Linked DNA regions of Mus musculus: regions 1, 2, 4, 5, 6 and 7 are each linked to region 3. The links are chromatin contacts, called in public HiChIP or PLAC-seq maps. All regions are on one chromosome and are shown on one strand. Each heading gives the region's core, a stretch centred on a gene start, on an enhancer-like site or on the middle of the called end of the contact. The rest is flanking DNA. Distances are from core to core; before and after follow the strand shown.

What was found. HiChIP or PLAC-seq counts read pairs in DNA pulled down with a chosen protein or histone mark.
Region 1: an SMC1A HiChIP or PLAC-seq map of the NIH/3T3 cell line shows a contact between it and region 3, with 17 times the contacts expected there. The contact joins two enhancer-like sites. A contact is called at or near these places in 1 of 15 datasets of contacts at CTCF or cohesin (the NIH/3T3 cell line), 1 of 484 Hi-C or Micro-C datasets (bone marrow-derived macrophages) and 1 of 115 datasets of contacts at active chromatin or transcription factors (fibro-adipogenic progenitors).
Region 2: a FOXA1 HiChIP or PLAC-seq map of pancreatic cancer cells shows a contact between it and region 3. The contact joins two enhancer-like sites. A contact is called at or near these places in 5 of 15 datasets of contacts at CTCF or cohesin (the NIH/3T3 cell line, embryonic stem cells, large pre-B cells and 2 more), 22 of 484 Hi-C or Micro-C datasets (the C10 cell line, the G1E-ER4 cell line, the HL-1 cell line and 14 more) and 5 of 115 datasets of contacts at active chromatin or transcription factors (SST interneurons, T-cell acute lymphoblastic leukemia, embryonic basal ganglia and 2 more).
Region 4: a contact with region 3 is called in an HNF4G HiChIP or PLAC-seq map of pancreatic cancer cells. The contact joins two enhancer-like sites. A contact is called at or near these places in 15 of 39 promoter capture datasets (the 3T3-L1 cell line, 3T3-L1-derived adipocytes, the HPC-7 cell line and 9 more) and 4 of 115 datasets of contacts at active chromatin or transcription factors (T-cell acute lymphoblastic leukemia, embryonic stem cells, pancreatic cancer cells and 1 more).
Region 5: an H3K27ac HiChIP or PLAC-seq map of SST interneurons shows a contact between it and region 3, with 7 times the contacts expected there. The contact joins two enhancer-like sites. A contact is called at or near these places in 2 of 484 Hi-C or Micro-C datasets (bone marrow-derived macrophages and granulocyte-monocyte progenitors) and 2 of 115 datasets of contacts at active chromatin or transcription factors (SST interneurons and embryonic stem cells).
Region 6: a contact with region 3 is called in a FOXA1 HiChIP or PLAC-seq map of pancreatic cancer cells. The contact joins two enhancer-like sites. A contact is called at or near these places in 1 of 15 datasets of contacts at CTCF or cohesin (large pre-B cells), 2 of 484 Hi-C or Micro-C datasets (bone marrow-derived macrophages and pancreatic cancer cells), 7 of 115 datasets of contacts at active chromatin or transcription factors (astrocytes, differentiating embryonic stem cells, embryonic stem cells and 3 more) and 2 of 9 other capture datasets (embryonic tail and embryonic trunk).
Region 7: an H3K27ac HiChIP or PLAC-seq map of SST interneurons shows a contact between it and region 3, with 9 times the contacts expected there. The contact joins two enhancer-like sites. A contact is called at or near these places in 3 of 15 datasets of contacts at CTCF or cohesin (the NIH/3T3 cell line, hippocampal excitatory neurons and pro-B cells), 6 of 484 Hi-C or Micro-C datasets (bone marrow-derived macrophages, cerebral cortex, cortical neurons and 3 more) and 3 of 115 datasets of contacts at active chromatin or transcription factors (SST interneurons, VIP interneurons and fibro-adipogenic progenitors).

The regions. Positions count from the first base shown.
Region 1 is chr1:184,138,945-184,141,768 of GRCm38.p6, reverse strand. No RefSeq gene overlaps it. Among named protein-coding and RNA genes, the nearest start is that of Dusp10, 110 kb to the right of the region's middle. Within about 2 kb of position 1,433, at least 48 of the 459 cell types and tissues checked have an H3K27ac peak or open chromatin away from gene starts, as enhancers often do. A contact at or near this core is called in the NIH/3T3 cell line, where this site is marked.
Region 2 is chr1:184,259,584-184,262,283 of GRCm38.p6, reverse strand. No RefSeq gene overlaps it. Among named protein-coding and RNA genes, the nearest start is that of Gm34177, 68 kb to the left of the region's middle. Within about 2 kb of position 1,368, at least 82 of the 459 cell types and tissues checked have an H3K27ac peak or open chromatin away from gene starts, as enhancers often do. A contact at or near this core is called in the HL-1 cell line and pancreatic cancer cells, where this site is marked.
Region 3 is chr1:183,440,944-183,443,782 of GRCm38.p6, reverse strand. No RefSeq gene overlaps it. Among named protein-coding and RNA genes, the nearest start is that of Hhipl2, 24 kb to the right of the region's middle. Within about 2 kb of position 1,587, at least 48 of the 459 cell types and tissues checked have an H3K27ac peak or open chromatin away from gene starts, as enhancers often do. A contact at or near this core is called in the HL-1 cell line, the NIH/3T3 cell line, SST interneurons and 1 more, where this site is marked.
Region 4 is chr1:184,015,343-184,018,042 of GRCm38.p6, reverse strand. All of the region lies in intron 2 of Gm39725 (a long non-coding RNA gene), which reads right to left. Among named protein-coding and RNA genes, the nearest start is that of Gm39725, 3.4 kb to the right of the region's middle. Within about 2 kb of position 1,447, at least 52 of the 459 cell types and tissues checked have an H3K27ac peak or open chromatin away from gene starts, as enhancers often do. A contact at or near this core is called in pancreatic cancer cells, where this site is marked.
Region 5 is chr1:183,980,805-183,983,620 of GRCm38.p6, reverse strand. No RefSeq gene overlaps it. Among named protein-coding and RNA genes, the nearest start is that of Gm39725, 31 kb to the left of the region's middle. Within about 2 kb of position 1,335, at least 22 of the 459 cell types and tissues checked have an H3K27ac peak or open chromatin away from gene starts, as enhancers often do. A contact at or near this core is called in SST interneurons, where this site is marked.
Region 6 is chr1:184,050,598-184,053,464 of GRCm38.p6, reverse strand. The region is part of intron 2 of Dusp10 (dual specificity phosphatase 10); the gene reads right to left. Among named protein-coding and RNA genes, the nearest start is that of Dusp10, 18 kb to the right of the region's middle. Within about 2 kb of position 1,579, at least 114 of the 459 cell types and tissues checked have an H3K27ac peak or open chromatin away from gene starts, as enhancers often do. A contact at or near this core is called in pancreatic cancer cells, where this site is marked.
Region 7 is chr1:184,192,208-184,194,907 of GRCm38.p6, reverse strand. No RefSeq gene overlaps it. Among named protein-coding and RNA genes, the nearest start is that of Gm34177, 140 kb to the left of the region's middle. Within about 2 kb of position 1,332, at least 3 of the 459 cell types and tissues checked have an H3K27ac peak or open chromatin away from gene starts, as enhancers often do. A contact at or near this core is called in SST interneurons, where this site is marked.

The DNA of each region.
Region 1 (2,824 bases), core at 184-2,683, 700 kb before region 3:
GTCCCGTTTGGTTATTTGATTACAGTGCTGTCAAGCAGTTAGGCCAGTCTCAAGTTGCCAGCCTTGTACAGAACATGTGTGGAAGAACAAGACATATGGCCTTGGTCTTTTCACTCTAAGGGCTACATGCTTCTTGTCACATGAACTGACTACAGATCATCAGCAATAGCAATGCACGGTCGGAAGTCTGTAAGGCATCTCTTAGGTTGTAGAGACGTTCACCTGCTGTTTCCATCTATGCTTCTTCTCCTTAACATTCGTTTCAGCAGGAGGCTGCTGAGACTCATGACTGACGGTCAGGATTGGACACAGGCCCACAGACTGAGTCTGCAGTTGGCTTCGATGTCATTACGGATCTGTGGTAGTTACTTTTCTGTTGCTGTGATAAACTTCTTGACAGAAGCAAGTTAAGAAAAAAAAATGGATCCATTTTTGGCTCGTAGTTCCAGTGGACATAGGAAGGCATGGTAGAGGAGTATGCGGCCAGCCTGCCTGTCAGGAGCAGAGTTCTCATATTTTATCTACACAAAGGAAGCAGAGAAAGGGGGGACAGGAAGTAGAATCTGGCTATAAGTCTCCACTACCGTCCCAAGTGATGTGTTTCCTCCAGCAAAACCCCACCTCCTAATGGTTCCTTAACTTCCCCCAAACAGAACCACCAACTGGAGATTGATTGTTCAAGTTCATGAGCCTGTGAAGGATATATCTCATTTAAACCAACACAAAAGAAATTTGTTCTATTTGGAGATCTCTAGAGATCTCTGAGAGAAACAGAAAGCTGAAAGCAGCAGCTTATGACCAGGAAAGGATAGGAATGAGCAATATTGTTGGGAACATCTGGGTTGGGCTTGTAACAGGAGAGGGGACCGGTTGAATGGGTCTGATGATAGAAGAATCGGGAAATCACAGAAGCATGTGATACGTCACATCAGACACATGACGTCACAGAGCCCACATACCACAGTCTGGCTGTAACTCGAGGGAGAAGTATACTCATCCAATTACTTTCCTTGGCACCTTAACCATCTATTTACAAGCTCTTAGGAGCTTAAATTACCCCAGGGCTGGGATGACAATATGAGTCTCCAGAATAAACAAATCCAACTTTATGGCAGGATGAGTCATCAACGGGAGGCCATTACAGCCATAGGCTAGTTCTCTTACAGGAGTGAACCCAGCCTGCATTATAACCCAGGAAGGGCACCTGTCCTTCCTCTACCTGGGGAAGAAAAAAAACAACAAGAGAGTTTCCATCCACAGGGTGACAGTTTTGACTAATCTTTTGGACAAGATTTTAGCTATTCTTAGATTTATAAATGAGTCAAATGTTGGTGTCTCGAATCTCAAGTGATTGGATTTCTTAACGCTATTGAGTAGGAACTGGCCTATGACTACTTTCATTGTTTTTCTGATCTCTCGGGTCAGCCCTACATTCCTGAGATTGAAAATAAACGTAATACAGTGCAAGCTGGGAGACTGGGAGCTGCATCACTTTTGTGGTTGCTGTGATAAAAATGCCAGGACCAAAAGCAACTCAGGGAATAAAATGTTTATTTTAACTTACAATTCTAGAGAGATGGAGTCCATCTTAGCAGCAGAGCTGCATGGAGGTGGGAGCAGGAAACTGGCTGATGACATTTTCTTCCACACACAGGAAGTGAGAAGAGAAGGAGGAGGGAGGAGAGAGACAGACAAACAGTCTAATGGGGGGAAGGGGAAGAGAGGCAGAGAGAGAGAGAGAGTAGGGAGGCTATAAAACCTCAATGTCTAGCCATGATGCATTCCTTCCAGTAAAGTTGAACCTCCTGAGAGTCCTACTACCTCCTCAAACAGTACCTCTAACTCAGTACCAAGTATTCAAATACGCAGGCTATCTCTCATTCAAACTACTACAGGAGCCACTGAAAACTTACTTCCACAAAATAAAACTTCCAAACAATAAATGGGCCGATAGACTGAACAGAGACTTCTTAAAAGAAGAAACCAAAATGAGCAGACAAAATTGAAATGTTCAGCATGCTTAGCCATTGTGTGGATGCAAATGAAGATCACTTTGAGTGCCCATCTCTTCCCACTGAGAGCATCAATCATCAAGAAAAGAAATGGCAACAAACACTGGTAGAAATGTGGGGAAAAGAGACACCTTATTCACTGGTGGTGGGAGGGCAAACATAGATGGGTAAGTGTACATTTATATGGAACCCACAGGCTTCAGAATAACTAAAGCAACCTGAATTCAAAGTGTGAGCAATCAGTCTTGGTACTGAGACCCATGAAATGGCCACAGGAATTGTGATAATATGGTAAGATGGCTCACTGGGTTAAGGAGCTTAAGGTCAAGGCTAATCTGGCGTTATTTCATCCCTGGATAATGTGTGGTGCAAGGAGTATCAGTCAGTCCCCTGGCATTGTCCTCTGAACCACACACAAGCATGGAATAGTATATATGAACATATATACACACACACTCACTCACACACACACATGGGGAAGATAGATAGACAGACAGACGGATCTAAAATACATAAATGTAAACAAGCAAAAAAATAGTCACTGCTCAGTTATATTAAACTCAGGAAAAAAACTCATGCATGATATTTGCTCATCAGTGGATTTTTGTGAGTTGCCTGCACTCAATAAAAACCAAAGATTAGCACTATGCTTTACTGTATCTTGTCATTTCTACAGTGAACCCTTTAATGCCTCCCTGTAGGCAGACAGTTTCTGGTGCCCGCTCCTGCACACTGGGAATGGCATCTGCCCAGGTATTTGACAACCTGAGCCTCTGTGTTCCACCTTGCTTTGTGAGCCCCGGTGAACAGGT
Region 2 (2,700 bases), core at 119-2,618, 820 kb before region 3:
ACAACTCAAATGTCCTTCAGTAGAAAGAAGGCAGCCTGCACTGCACATAAATGCTGGGGGTAAAAGGAGCCAGTCTCAAGCTGTAACGTGCTATGAGAACAGTGACAGTCGTGAACTGCAGGTACAGGAGAGATGTGGCCATGAAGGACAATACCAAAGAGGTGCTGCCACCATGCTGGACCCCAGGTGTGGCCATGATACATCTTATTGAAATCTGTAGGACTGTACCTCACAGGGAAGGGAAATCAGGCATTCTCACAGACCTGGACACTCAGAGTCAGCTTCTCGGTCAGACTGATGATACCCTGTCACTAACACAGCATGCGTGAGCAGGAGCCGAGAGGGACGTGTGAGGCCCGTGGGTCTGATGATGACTTGGGAAGAGGTCTTGACACGGGGCAGGGAGGTGAGACAGACAGTAGATGGGGCCTGTGTGATTGAAAGGCAGGGATTTGGATGAGAAAGAAGCCTGGTCCCTGGGGCCTGTGAGCAGGTAGATGCCAGCTGGACCAAGTAGGAATGTGTCTTCTGTTGTGACTTTGCAACTGTGTTGCTTCACTTTGAGCAAACTGTTACTTCCAATCGGATAATGGCATTCGCTAGACTATAGGCAGACTGGAATAGGATCTGTGTGCAATTCCTCTTACATGGATAGCATTCTGATGCATCCCTCACGAAGCAGTAAGTGAATGACAGCTGGCACCAGAGCACTTTAATCCTCACGGGCCTTTACAGTGCTGCGTTCTGTTAATGAATGTGTGTTCATTAGTGCAGCTGCCTTCCAGCCATTGGGAAGCAGGGTGTGTGCTCTACCAACATGAGTAGAGTCTGTCACCAGGCTATTTGTGTGGCTCTCCTCAGGAGAAAGTCCCTAAAAGTGAGTCATGGCGATGGGTCACGTCCTATTTCATTGGTCTTTGAAACCAAAGCCTATGGCATGTCCTCTTGATGGTATCTACAGGAAATACCAGGGATGCCAGGGCAGATCTGGGAGAAGAGCACGCATCTGCCACGCTAAGCCACCAGGCAGCCACTCAATGGGTGTGTTTGCAGCACCATGGAGACCACGCTGGTCATTTCCCAGGGAACACAGTCCAAATCCAGAGCCCTGATCTGGATGGAAATACCGAGAATGCTAGGAAAGCAGATTGCTACATTAAGCCGGGCCTCAGTTTCCCCATCTGTGAGACAGAAGCCAGCACCACAACCTGGTGTGAATTTATGACAATCAAGGCCCTTGCTTAGAAGTTACTTCTGTGCCTGTCAGGGTGAAAACGAAAGTTGAAGTCAGCATTTCACTAGGGGGTTCAGCCTCTGAGATCTCTCAGCACAGCATGTTCCTGTGTGGAAGGGACTTTCCTAAAGTGAGGGCTGGGTATTTTAAGCAAAGGCACCCAGCTGTGAGACTACCAGGCTTGTTTCTCCAGTTGCTTCTCACTGGACCTGATTTCACTTGCATTTATTTCTGGAGAGCAGCTTCTAGTCTCTTCCCCTTCCCCTTCCCTTGCCCCTGCTGTTTCACAGCTGCCCTTTCAGCTTCTCCCTCCAATTCCCTGGGTCACAAGTGTTCTGCATCAAGGCGTGCCTGACTAATTAGCATCCATGTGTGATGTTGGGAGAAAGAACCCCAGAGAAAAAGCTGTAGGCCTATTTCTGCCAAATTGGAGTTGACCTAGCTTGGACAACTCTCCAGCATGCTCAGTCTTGACTCTTGATCCAGGTGCCATGGGGTCTTGGAAGAAGCCCCAGGAAGTATAGAGCCCTGTATACTTCCTATTCTAGAAGACAGGAGGGCTTCCTTTGTTTAGCAAGCTTCTTCTAAACTCTCCACCATCTTCAGACTCGAGGTCATGTGTGTCTCCTACCACCATAAGACTTTGCACCAGGGATACAGTGAGCATTTATCTAGTTAGTCATTAGTTATTGAGTGCCTACTGTGTGCAAGGGACTGAACTAAGAGCCAACCAGAGAGACTTATGGGGCAAACAGAATTTTATCCTGCAGGGAACTAAAGTAGGACAAGAAAGGAAACCTGGGCAGCAAAGAAAAGATCTTGACAGCAGCAAAGCAAAGGGCCAGTGAGGAGGCTCTAGGGTTCGAACAGTGGAGCATCTGAGTCCATTCTAAAAAGGACCGGAAACAGGCTCTCAGGGGAACATTTCTACATCAGTGTTTCGCATAGCTAAAAACACCACAGACTCGACTCAAGTACAAACTGATAGATGGGCAGATAAAGAAAGCCAAGCGTTATTCAGCTTCTGAGAGCAAGGGAAATTTGTAATACGCTGTGCGTGCCTCCTGGGGGCCTAGGAGGAGAACAGAAAGGGTGGTTCCTGTTTAGTGGTGTCGGGGTTTGGATTTATGAGAGACAAAGGTTGTAAAGGTGCAGGATAGTGACACATGAGACCTTCTAAGTGTGTGACGTCACTCAACGGTGTTCTTACAAATAGAGGTGGCTGTGTGTCTTTTAGAAGTTAAAAAAGTAGAAAAGGAAAAACATGCATAGTAGAGGAACTCAAAACCCAAACCCTACCTTGTCCCCGTGGGCTCCGTTCATCCCGAGCGAAATGAAGAGAGATTACACTTTGTGGCTTTGTTGCAGGTAATGACAACATATGCAACCCACTTGACACAAGGCAGGAAACAGTGAACAGAAATTGTTATGATCAACTTTGGCTGGCCCATAGTGAATGTCTGAGG
Region 3 (2,839 bases), core at 338-2,837:
CAGGTTGCCAGTATCTCCAGCTGGAAGCTGCACTGTTGGGTAGAGCTGAGATCCACAAGCATCATCAATTTATAGAGGCTTCCATTATGATCATTCATGAAGCAACGTGTGTCATCTGCAGAAGAAGATCTGTATGCTGTTGTGGAACTCAAATTTACTGATTCCTTTATTCGGGTCTATAAATTCTGGTTATCGATTGTCCTACTGACTTACTGCTTTCTCGGGCCTGTGACCAGTGGCTCTTCAGAAACTCCTGGGAACAGGGAGTGATATACACCCAAAGGTCACCCACATATTTAAGAAACAAAATTCTTTGCTTGGGAGCACTGTCTTCTAGGCACGACATGGTAATTACATGTCTGAGCTCACAGCCGTTGTGATGACCTACACCGGACAAGGCCATCAGCATCTTAGGAGGGAAGAGGGGCTCTAGAGACCCAACTCCTCTCTGAGGAGCTCTGAGCAGCTCATGGCTACTGGGGGAAGGGAAAACACTTTCTTCAGTGGTGTGACCAACACTAAGTTGCCTGTGTTCCAGTAAACAACCTTTCATCCTCTAAGCATCCTAGTGAAATGCACCGGGCCAACGGCAACAAAAAACAACATGAAAGTTGAAAGGGGGGAGTGGGTGTTAGGAAGAGGGAGGGGACCAGGTTGGATGGGGTGGGAACAAGAGAGAGTGAATATAGCAGATGCTTTAGATGTGTGTATGGAAATACAGTGAAACTATTATGTATAATTAATATATTATTATGTTACTATGTATAATTGATATATTCCTACCACCCTGCTGTGTCTTTAGCCCGCCATCTTTCTCCTCCCCTTTCTTTCTGTCAAATCTGTGCTATAATGATCGGGTATTTGACTCTCTCAAAATACCAGAACCTGCTCTGCCCCATTTTCCAGGAACATAGTTCTCAATATCGGGGAGACTCTTCTGCACCATTTCAACCTGCTATTCGGGGTCCTTTTTCTTGAGTCTTTTGCTCAGTCCCCAGGCAAGGAAGCAGAAACCATTATCCAGAAATAGCCTGATCACGTTAAATCTTTAAGTCTACTAAACGGTCGCAAGCTGGGGTCCCAGCATCAGCACTGACAGCGAAAACAGGGGCCTGGGTGACAAAGCCCTTCCCTCTGAACTGTCACCACAGAATACTGTCCCTGCTGGATCGCATTCTTAGGGCCGGTACGGCCAGCACCAGATGGCTCAGATTCACCTGTGAAGCCAGGCCTGCTGAGAGACTTCATCTACGTTTGTGTTTTGATCCTTTGGAATCTGCAACCAGAGCCCCTGGCAGCAAACGTCCTTCTCCGCCAGTTCAAGCAAGAAAATGTACCTGCCGTGGTCGTGCTTGCTTCACTAGGCTGCTGACTTATTTTAAGAACTAAATCTCTCCTGTTACTCTATTTTCCTCTCTCAGGAGGAGTGTGTGAGCTCCAAGACTGATTTGCAGCCAGGGCAGGCAATCTCTTATGTGGTGACCTAGCGCCACCTACTGACTACTCACTTAACTGCAGCCAAGAGGACAACGAGGTCCTCTTGTAAGGAAAGTTTTCTCCGAATTCTTCTCTACTTACTCACCAGACTTTGCCTGGCAGTCTTGTGCTGTGCCCTTTTTATCTTTAATGTAAACAAGCGACGACTGTGTCACCAACAAGGAAGCTGGGCGAGTTCTTCACTTGCCAGCCCTGCCCCACCCTTTCTCCTTAGCAGCTGTTGCTTACAAATGATGAACTCAAGGCAGAGAAGCCGATGTGGTCTCCAGGTGTCCCCAGCACAGACACGGAGAGAGGTGGCCCTCTTGTCTTTATTTAGCCTTCCTGACCATGGTCTCTGAACTTGGAGTACAAGAATATTCTCCCAGTACTCTGCTCTTCACGTGCAAGAAAGAGGTAGAAGGTGTTTTCCACGGTAGCCTCTCAACACTTACTCAAAATAGAAGTCTTATTTCTAATAGATGCAGATGTCTCTCTTATGCTCAGGCTCACACCAGGGGCAGCTTATAAAAGCAGATACCATACAAGCTTATACACATATGCAGGAAGTGCTGCTGATTGGCTGATTTGGGTCAAAGCTCATTTTGGCTAACTATACAGAGCAGTTCTAACTAACCTCTGTTGTGCTCAGTTTCCAAGAGCAAAGAATTTAAGAGAATATGCAATCAACTTGCACATAAGGAAGTTTCCTTATAATACTAGTAACAGCGCAAAATGGCAGGCTAGCCACGTAAGAGTTACTTAGGCTTAACGTTATACCTAGGCCTTAACATTCCATCTAGCCCTTCAGTTCTACCTAGTCCTTATCAGTTCAAATGCATCCTCTGGTCTCCACATGTATGGCACTGCTATCAAAGGAAATTTAAAAAATACATGATCATGAGAGAAAAAACAAAAGAGAATAGATAGGCTTCTGGACAGGCGGCCTCTACAGCCCTTGCTGATGCTCTGTCGCTGCATGAAGCCCGAGCTGGTTCAGCACTGCCAGCTCCAGACTTCCAGTGCCTTACAGATATGTAGAGACTGAGATTTCTTGACCTTGGCACCACTGGGTCAAAGCGGTCTGTGTTACTGTGAAGCTGTCTGCTCACCACAAGCATCTAACAGTACCCCTATCTTTTGCTGAGGAAATGCCAGTCGCAACCCCAACCCCCGACTCCATCCTGTTACAACTATCAAAGTGTCTGCAGGTATTGCCATTGTTTCCCTGGGCTGGGAGGTGCAAAACCACCCCTGATTGAAAACCCTGGGTCTGGAGCTCAGGTTCCCAAGCTTGAATGTAAAATGATCCCCATAGTCTCGTGTATTTAAACGTTTGGTCCCAGTAGGTGGCGCTGTTTGG
Region 4 (2,700 bases), core at 198-2,697, 570 kb before region 3:
ATAAGAGTCCTACCCATTCTCCATAGACTCTTGTCAGCTCCTTGTAAAGTTTCCCTGGTTTCTCTCTCTTCCAGCTTTACCATTAGCACCCCTCATGCCTGCCAAACCATTGCCATTTTGATGTCTGCCCTTGACTTAGACCTGATTTATTTACTATCTCATTGTTGTCTCTGAGTTCACTAAGATATAATTTACAGAGTCTAGCCACAGCAGATGAGTTGGCCCATCTAATACTTCACCTGCTGCGGGACAGAGAGAAGGGAGCAGGTGGGCAAAGTGGCACAACCATTATGAGCCAAAAAATAGATTATGGCTGGAAACTCCCATCTTGATTTGGCCCAGGGGCCACGGGTATATTTGGCTGGCCCCTGACTGACATAATTATTATTGCCAGAAATTAATTTTAGCAAGAACTTGAAAGGAGGACATGGGTGATTAAAGTTCTAATAATAACATTTTTTAAAAAGTCTGGGTTAATGAATCTGTAACTCAGGCAAAAAAAATAAATAAATAAAATAAAAGAGGCTGTGAGTGTTCTGGGACCAGCACGTGGGACTGAGCTCTGAAAAATAAAAGGTATTTGGCTATGGAGTCAAGTAGGGCAAGGTTGGATCACATGGCCCCAAGAAAACTTAGGGAAAGGAGATAACACTTACTCTACAGTGGGACTGCTTCTGTAATTGAAAATGTGGATGAAGTAAAACTTTACAAAGCAGATATATGAGTGAGAGAGAGAGTGTGTGTGTGTGTGTGTGTGTGTGTGTGTGTGTGTGTAATCAGAAAACAAAAAACAAAACAAAGCCGGGCGTGGTGGCACACGCCTTTAATCCCAGCACTCTGGAGGCAGAGGCAGGCGGATTTCTGAGTTCGAGGCCAGCCTGGTCTACAGAGTGAGTTCCAGGACAGCCAGAGCTACACAGAGAAACCCCCTGTCTTGAAAAACCAAAAAACAAAAACAAAAACAAAAAAAAAACCAAAAAAACCCCCAAGTGTCAGTCTTTGGGGTCCACCTTAACACAGAGTCTCTTTGTTGTGTACCATTGATCAGCACATGCCAAGCTAATTTGCCAAGGAACTTCCAGAGGTTCTCCTGTCTCCATCTTCCACCTCTCTGTGGGAAAGTCTAGACTACAGATGCTTTGTCCAGCCTTAGACAGGTTCTTAGGTCCTCCCGTTTGTACTTTTCCCAGTGAGGCATCTCCCTGGTTCATCAAACAGTGTTTTAAATTCACTGTAGGTATCTGTGCGTGCGAGAGAAGGCCCACTGGTTCCTTTGGAAGAGGCCTGTGGGCATGAATAGTCTGCTGGGACCACTTTGGCTCTTCAGAGTGTTTACTTTGATTAGGCCAAGGTGCAGTCTGATTGGTGGATGTCTTGCTAGTTGTATAATATGGTATCATCCGAGGGTATAGAATTTCCTGCCTTTAGCTGGCTTAGGGTTTAGCAGATGAGAGACTCACAGATGACTCTGACTAAAGCCCTTTAGATCTTCACAACAATGCCTGGGTGTATTCTCCCAGCTGCATTCTGCAGATAAGAAAGCAGGAAGTTCAAGGGAAAAGGTGATCTTTCACATTCCACAGAACAAGAACCTCTCCTAGTTTGTCAACATCTGAGTTCAACCTCAGAGCTAGCCCTCATTATCCACGGCCTCCCTTTTGGAAATGGAGGGTTAACTGCAGCTGCCCACGCCTCAGTTTAGAAGTTTTTGATATTCTAAACTCAGGTTTTCAAATCTGATAGCTACATGAAGCTCACCCTTCCAGTCCTACCACTTCAATTTAAAAAAAAAAAAAAAAAAAACGAAACAAACTCCCCCAAAGCTTAGGTGATATAAGCCAAAGTCATAGAGTTGTCTTCAAGACTTTTATTAGGAATTGATGTGTAAGATTACACAGAGTAAAAAAAAAAAAAAAAAAAAAAAAAAAAAAAAAAGCATTACTGAACGAGAGAGCGGGTCACAGAGCAAAGAATATACAGGGGAGCGAGCATAGGGTCCCGTAGATCAGCATAAAAGGAACAGGAACGGGAAGAGGTATCCCGTCTGTTGACACTGGTGAAATACAGGTTAAAAACTGAAACGCTGATATTCACAGATGTAAACCTGAGGCTTCGGGAAAATCCCATTGTGAAGAGCACCATAATTTCCAGAGGCCGCGCGCGCGTGTGTGTGTGTGTGTGTGTGTGTGTGTGTGTGTGTATGTGTGGTTTCTCCTCATTCACAGCTTGTTGAGAGGCCACTAATGTCACTAGATCACGGCAACTGGACAAATGAGCTCTCCAGGAAATAAATGATGCCGGAGTCTGGACTCCCTGAGAGAGATGTGTAACTACAGGTTTTTCCTCCCGTGACCCAGTTCCCCAATAACTACTCGGAGGCTATATTGTTTATTAAATTCCTAGGCATAAGCTAGGCTGTCTCCCCAACTAGCTCCTAACTTCGACTAACCTGTTTGTACTATTCTTTGCCTGCCGCATGGCTAGCTACCTCTCCTGAGTTTCGTACATCCAACTTCCTCTGGGTGGGGAATCGCCTATGCTAGACTCTTTCCCACAGTTCTTTGCTCCTTGCTGGATGTCCTGCTTTCTAGTCTCCTCTCTCCTATAGGCCATAGGCATGTTATTGACAGGTTATACTTCCACACAGTATATAGAGATTATCCCTGCAGAGCCAAGAAGCCTGAATGATTTAACAGCTTT
Region 5 (2,816 bases), core at 86-2,585, 540 kb before region 3:
GATAGAAATATGGGGACTTAGTTTCTTTTTCCATCATAGATTTTATAGTCCAGGGAATAATCTTAGGGATATCACAGAAGGGGAGCTAGTGGATAGGATTCAGGACTGGAGACGAGGGATTGGATGTTTGTATTGCTTGTCTCTCCATAAGCGTTCTTAGAGTCTGGTCAGATGATATCTGCCACTCCACAGGAACCCACAGGCCAGTGTTTACCAGCTTTCTTTATACGAAGGGCAGCTTGTTGGTCTGAGTGGCTCTCCAGGATTAAACACATACTTGTCGGTCGTGTTTCAAGCCTGACATTGTCACCCCACCCTCGGCTGTGCCTAGGTACTGCCATGGGTGGGAGTCAGATGGGGTAAAATTCTTCACAGAAAGACTCCAGTCTCCTGACCAGGTAGAGAAGAGTTTATCAGCTGGTAAAGGAGGAGTAAATTAGAATTCTTCCTGCTGCTAACACAGATGCTTTTGGAGGGTGAGTGCCTGTGTGTGTATGTGTTCCTTTGTATATACACATGTGTGTATGGTCTTTTACATGTGGGCATGTGTATATGTTCCTTTGTGTGTGCATGTGTTTGTGTGTCTCCATGTATACAGGTTCCTTTCTGTGTGTATGTGTGTGTACATGTGTGTGTATACATGACACCAAAGGTAGAGGTCAAGTGTATTCCTTAACTACTTTCTCCTTTGCTTTTCTTCTGCAAGGTCTTTCCTTGAACTCCAGTGCTTACGATTTTGAAGCAAGCGTTTACTGACTGAGCAGATTTTCACCTAACCCTTCCTTCCTTCCTTTAGTCTCAGGATACCTACTGACTCCACTCCCAGCATCATTCCAGAGCTCTGCAGTCCTTATTGACTTCTTGCTTGTAGCTGTCTCCCCAGCAGCCTCTCTGGGCTCTGAAGAATTCATTCCCACTTATCCTTCCCTTTCAAGATTCCGACTCTGTCAACATTTCCTGTTAGTGAAGTCACCCTTCACGTCCTCATCTCCTTATTGATTTACAATTTTCTACCCTCATTTTCAGAATATTTCAGAAGGAAGGGACATAAATATTTACACTGAATGCAATACATTTAACAGGAAGTCCTGTGGCTATTTATATATCTTTCTCTATTCATCAGTATCATTGGGCACAGATGTCTCATCGAAGGGCTTTGAGCACTTGGAGAAGTTAACTTGGCGAGGGAGACGGCCATGATGTCGCTTGTGTTTACCTGACCTAGCCAGGAGCTGGGACACGTGACTGCTCCCTCTCCCCTGATTAGCCTCACTGTGCAGGAAGATGCGAAGAGAGCAAGCGTCGGGCACAATATGCCAATTTCTCGATAATAGAATGTTCTGCTTGCATAGGAAGGAAACTGCAGCTGTTCGGTACAGATGGCGAATAGCTGACTGCATCTAGCAGGATTCAATGAACTGTGGCAAGTGAGGAGGCACGTGGAAAGAGAGGAGATGTGTAAACTAGTTCCTGCTTCCATGCAGGAAAAAATTCCCCGGATAATTAACATTTATTTAGATGTTTTTAAAAAGGAAAATGTCTCCTAAGCCACTCCTCAAAAGTCAATTCCCTAAATACTGTGTCCCCAAATGCACTCGGATTTGCCTCAGATGAATTAGATTTTTCAGGATTGATTTTGTACCACCTGTTCCAAAGTTTTTCGCACTGACTGCAGAAAGCAATAAGGTCAGAGGTCTGCGTGTATTTGTGTGTGTGTGTTGACATGTGTGTGCATGATATTTACTATTTTGGATGTGTTCATTTTGTTTCCAGATCTTCAAAATTAGAAGTTTAACATTGGGGACAATGATGTTGTTTTAAAATTTTTCTGTTTTCTGCGTCACCTTCCTATCTCCCTTCTAAATGTACAGTAAAAACGTTCATAAAAACTTACTAGCTTAATGGTGAACTAACTTATCAAAAAGGAATTCCTAACCCTCACCCCACCAAGAACAACTCTGAGTCTATGTGACAAAATCTGAAGGACCTTGGCTAAGAAGCCCCAGACTATAGTAGACTATAGAAGAAGCACAGACTATGATTCCACATACCCGAGGGACCCATAGCAGGACAGGAATAAAATGCTGGTGTCCAGAGCTGGGGAGGAGAGAAAGGGAACAGTGAGCTTGTATAAGGGATTCCAAGTTTCAGTTTGGGAAGACAGAAAGTTCTGGAAACAGACCACGGTAACCGCTTAAAGCTACAAAACTGATCACATGAAAATAAAGCCTGGGAATGGCAGAGGGAATAACTCAATCAGTAAGACTCTTGCCTTGGAAGAAGAATCTGAGTTTGATCCTCAGACTGTATTTAAAAAATGTGAGGCGTGGTGATGCAAGTTTGAATGCCTACTGCTTGGGGGGCAGAGGCAGTAGGCTTGCTGGGGCTCACTGGCTAGCCAGCCTGGTCTACTCAATGTGGAAGACTGTGTCTCAAAGGATGCAGATAGCATTTCAGAGGTTGTCCTCATGCCTCTACACACACACACACACACACACACACACACACACACACACACACACACTCACACACTCACACACTCACACACACACTCAGAAACCTATGTATGCATAAACAGATAGATGTCTCAGGAGGCATCCTAATGCCTGAACTGTTTGGAACCTTAAGGTTGCTGTCGTGTTTCCTAGGAAGAATCGGTTATATGCCTGGGGTATGGGCTCTGACGTTCTCCAGGATCTGGTGAAGAAGAAGCAGAGGTATCCAAATGAAACAAAGTGGAACATGCTTTGTGTACATCTCTTAAAGCCTGCTGCTGTCACACCATCACTTAAACAGTGTGTCAGAGACAAAATTAA
Region 6 (2,867 bases), core at 330-2,829, 610 kb before region 3:
CTCAGTGAAAGCTACTGTCAGTTATTTGGCTGGACTATCGCCACCATTAAACTTCTAATAAGCAAGCCTGCGTTGGTGACAGAGTGCAGAGAGCCCAGGGCCAGACCAGGTTAAACAGATTTCAGGAGATTTCACAACTCTTCATACTCTTTGCTTCATTCCCGTTTCTTGTAGAACCCCTCCCACCAAGTAATGACAGTTTTCTTTTCTTAGAAACCCATTTTCCAGGGTGGCCCTATCACGTGCCTTGAGGAGTCAAACTTTCTAGGAGCTTGGTGACCTAAGAAGGCTTTGCTGGACTGGACTAGTCTGAGCAAAGCTAAAAACTAATGGCCTTGGAGGTGGGGGTGGGGGTGGGGGGACCTTGTCTATTTTAAGCCAGGAAGGAGAAAGCAAAACAAAATAGACCAAAAATAACCATACAAGACCATGGCTAAAATATCCAAACAGGGGTGTCCACAGAAAAGGCGCTGTTGGATATGACACCATATTTTTGAAACAAAGTGAGACACGCCACAAGTATGAATCCTAACAATGCAAATGACCAAGTAATGCAAATCCCTTACTTAGGGTTTTCCCACACAGTGCTTTCCTTACTGGAACAAAATCTCAACATCAATATTCAAGAATTTCTTGTAAGAAAGAGGCCAGCATGCTGGGCCACCACACCCCTCAGGTGACACCTAGGAGTTGAAATAGAGGGGGCCTCCAAAGGTGGGAAGGTCTTGGGCCTAGAAATATCACAGGTCTTCCTGCTGACCTGGAAGCCTTGCAGTCTAAAGCAGTCTTCCCAAGACCACATCATTTTGTAAGACTAGAGTGAAGGCTGCCTCTTGTCTCCAAGGAAATGGGGTTAGGGAAACAAGTCTTGCTATCTTACCAAGTGCTACGGTGTTCTCTCACCACCAGGGCCTTCAAGCAGACACTGGGTGCTTTCATCTCAGAATACTGCAATGCAGCTCTGACACAGCTCTGACAGCGACTCCAAGATTGACTCTTACAGAAAGCCACCACAATCCCCAACAGCGTTGGCCTCACTGCCAGTTGTAAGTGTGGTGTCTCTCAGGCCTCTGACACCTCTGACTAAATTGTCACTAGTTCTTTGCTTCCCCATAATACCCGGGGTTCAAGAATCCACTAGGATGATTCGCTGAACTCAGGAAAGCACTTTTGTTTGTGCTAATTAATGGCTTCACTATAAAGGATGCAAGCCAGGGCCAGCAAAATGAAAGCTGCACAACGTAGGCCCTAGTATTCCACACCGTGCACTTCTCTGTTCAGTCGTGTGAAATGAAGACACTCTATTTACCCTGCTGGCATGTCCCTGTGTGCAAGGAGGATGCCTGCCTGAGCTTCGAGGGCCAGGCTTCTGTGTTCTTCAGGATCATGTTTCACTAGGTGCAACTGGACTTGATTCATCATCAGCCCCGTGTCTGAACTTAATCCTCAGTCCAGCTTGCCTCTTCTGCGGAGGCTGGCTACATTCCAAGCTTCCGGGCCAGTCACAGGGCTGGCCCTTCTGATAGATGACCAGCTTGTCCCCTGAGTCATCTCATTAACATAAACTCAGGTGTGAGCCAAGGGGCTCTGCAGGAGCAGCTCAGGCACTCTTATCTCTCTGTAGATTCCAGAGGGTGAGAGATCATCTCCCACAACTCAGGGACAGAGGGCAGAAAAAAAAATCAATTTACAAGTCCATAGCCATAAATGTTGTGGACCTGGGAGTCAGCCTAGACTTCAGGCGACTTCGGTGTGACTCCAAGTGATTCTGTGAACCACTCTCAGCCTCTATTTTCTCATCTTAGAAAGAAATGATAACTTATCATTATACAAAGATTGGCCTCACTGGATAGAAATGTCAGCAGGATACTACATGGCAAGACTATTTTTTCTAGTCACTACCCTGAAATGTAAAGGGAAACAGGCCAAAATTAACACTAATAACATATTTGACCAAATTATGGTTTCAACATGCAGCTGAGTCTTTCACACTGCAACCCAAGAAGGGTTTCTGAAATCTGATAAGTATGATTCAGAGCTGCTTCAACTAGCTCTAGCGACCAGAATCAGGCAGGGCATAGCTACCAGGAGACAACAGCTCAGGTAAAGGTGATGTCCCCATTCAAGGAGTCCCTGCTGAGTGCCAAAGTCATTACTATCTGGCCATGTTAACAGAAAGGAGCATGTGTTTGTATGTGCAAGCATGTGTTCACATGGACAGAGTTAGCAACCAGTAACAGAAAATGATGGTTCTACAAGCTGCATTGCACCAGAAAGTGAGCTGTCTCCCCATAGATGAAATAGCCACTTTTCTCCAGAAAAGAACACTCCACCCCATTATCTGACAAGAGTTCTGTTCCCAAGTTTGTACATCACATCAGCACACACTGCAATCCTTAACAAAACAAAGCCACCACGGATAATGGCTTTTGATGGGCAAAGACCCCTGGAAGACACCATGTGGCCAGATCTGAAAGATTTGAGAGCTCTGAAGAGCTCTGGGAAGGTAAGGAAGAAAAGCTGAAGGAAGGAAGGAGCTGGGACCTGCTGAGTCACAAAATGATGTCCATGGACCTCAAGGGTTAATGTCAGAGCCACCAGCCACCACCAGTCAGTCCCAGCCAGCCAGGAATCCCACTCCACAGTGTGGAAAAGCTGTTCACTGAGAACCAGGAAAGCAGAGGTCCCTCGGAGATGAATGTCAAGGTCATGATTTGGACAACTTTGGAGCATCTGGTTCTCAGGCCTCAGAACGTTTTCCAAACGTTTTATAGAAGATGTGGAAGGTGGGCTGGGGAGACCGCCCAGTAGTCAAATGCAAGCAGAAGAGGCATGAGGACGTGAGTTTGCACTCCTTGGCAACCACG
Region 7 (2,700 bases), core at 83-2,582, 750 kb before region 3:
TTTTCCTCTATATAGAAAAGATTACTTTATTTCTATTCCCACATCTTTTCTGTTAGTCCTTTGCTCACTCATTTATAAAATGCATACATTGAATACCAGTGATGTGACAGGTGAAGGGTGTAAACTGATGGGCACGTCGGCCCCTTCCACAGGACTAGTAAGCTGCAATGTGCCCAGTGCAACAGAACAGAGCCCGCAATGGAATGCAGTGCAGGAAGGCCCCAGCATCTCCTCTCTGATGTTCGTGAAGTCAGAGAGACCTTAGAACACAGCATCTGTTTTCACATTTAGAAACATAATCTGCTGGCATCATGCACGTTTAAACCCCCGGGTTTTCTGAGGCAGCGTTCTGAAGCCACACACATCGGTTTTCCCACAGTGAAGTGTGTTACTGTCCTCCACAAGTGGAAGAAGATTGCACTGCATTGAACATTATCAAAGGATTTTGATTTCCAGAGACTGGGGAGAGGTGGGATCTTCTGTTTCAGAATAGATGCTTGGTGTCTCACATGCGGAGCCTAAGTGCCCTAGTTTGCATTGCACGTGTGCTGCACATCAGACCAACATTTCTGAGTTGTCCTGCTTCCTCTGTTCCATCTACCTGTTTGTCTGCTGCTGCTTTTGTCCTGATTTCTCCATAGCCTTGTAACTCTGTGTATAGATTAAGGTTTCAATAAATGTTTGTTGAATGAGTCACAAACAAACATATATAGTTAAGATCTATGTAGATCACTATAATGCAGTACAAGGATTACAAAGAAAGGCAAGTTGCTTTGATGCTATGTGTGTGTGTGTGTGTGCATGTCTGAATCTGTGTGTGTGTGTTTGTGTGTGTGTATATATGTGTGTTCATGTATGTTAGTGTGTGTGTGTGTGTGCCCATTATGGATGTAGAACAAAGTCTATCCCGAGTTCAAAAGCTAAGAAGGAGCTTAGCAGGCCAGGGAAAGATGCTCCTGAAGGAACAGAATGATGTGGGATCATGGATATCATTCTTTCTTGGTGTTTGAGACAGGGTCTTTCATTGGCCAGGAACTTGCCAAGTAGGCTAGGCTGGGTGGACTCTGCCTGTCTCTGCCTCCTTGATCCAAGGATCATAAGCATGTGCCAACACCTTGCTTTCTCACATGAGTTCTGGGGAATCCAACCTCAGATCCTCATGCCTTGCAAACACTTTACCCACACAACCATCTCTCGAGCCCCCAGTAACTTTATGAGCTGTAAGCAGGCAGCCTCCAATGCAGGCTAATATGGCCACTAACAAGCTGAGCAGCCTTTCCTAACCATGAGCTTCGGCTCAGACCCAACACTGCACCAAAACCTCGCCTGCCTTCCTTCTGCCAAGAATAACCCAGTCTCGCAGCGGCAAGCTCTGAGAAGGTCTTGTTCTTTAGTGTTCCATGGTTAAGAGTCCTAATTAACTGTCTGCAGTGTAGATTCCCCCTCGTCGCCTCTGCAGCTTCTCAGCCAGGGCTACAGGGTTCATTTTTCCCATCTAGCGCCCTGGAAGGGGGTGGGGGTGCCAGTTCTAGTGTGCACACACCTGCAAACATACTCAGCTCTAGGCAGCCTTTGCTTTCTTCATCAGCAGAATTAAGCAGCAATAACACTGGCTGATGTTACTTTCAGTGTTGGAACCCAGGCTAATGATAAGTCTGTCTTATACCAACTGTAATGTCAAGAAAACCCTGACGCCTCTTGGATGGCTTTCCTTTGTGTGCAGTGCCAAGAGAAAAGGAAGAGGCCTCTATCTCATTGGAATGCAGTCAGGATGACCCACGTGGAGAGTCTGGCTTGTGCTGCGTGTTTCTTGGTGCGAGACACTTTCTGCAGTACACTGGCCCTCTCCCTTGTGTATCAGTGTTGACTGCGTGGCTCTCGATGCTTATCTCATTCCGTTGAATTGACACATGAGCCAAATGAAAGAGGGACAACAATTTGATGGATAAAATAAGTAATTTGGGTCTTGGCTTCTATTTCAGAGTATAAAACATTCTAGGAAGCCGATCTGATATAAGTGAGATAAATCATCTTGGCCTTTCAGTCGCCGAGACTGCAAGAAGTTCCTTATAAAATACCTACACTCAAGAGATTGTTTTTCTCCAGCTGCATGAATGGACCCAGACAGTGACTTGTCAAGCCCCAGCCTTATGGTCCTCTGAGCCTTCCGTGGCTACACTTCTTCAGCTGACACGAGTCACTCTTGTGATGTCTTCCAGGGGATGGAACCCCCTTAGCAACCTAGGGAGGATCCACAGTGACTCTCCTGGAAAGGACCCCTTTTCTCTCCATTCCTAGTCATAGAAATATTTTGAAATCAGAATTGAGGTCCCCCCCCAGAATCCCCTTGTTAGTTATCTTTTTCTTGCTATGATGACAAAATACCAGATAAAAGCAATCTGAGAAAGAAGGGATTTTGGCAATTTGGGAGTACAGTCCCATATGGCACAGAAGGCTTAGCCTCCGAGTGTGAGGCGGCTGGTGGCATTGTGGCCCCTGTCAGGAGGCGGAGAGAGGAATGCTGGGGGTCTGCTCAGTTTTTCCTTTCTCTGCAGCCTGAGTTCTCCACCCCTGAAATGAAGCTGGCTGCGTTTAGAGGCGGTCTTCCCACCTCAATTAACTGCATCTAGAAACCCAGAGAACACCAGAGACTGGTCTCCTAGGAGATTCTCAATCCTGGCAAATTGACTGTCCATATTA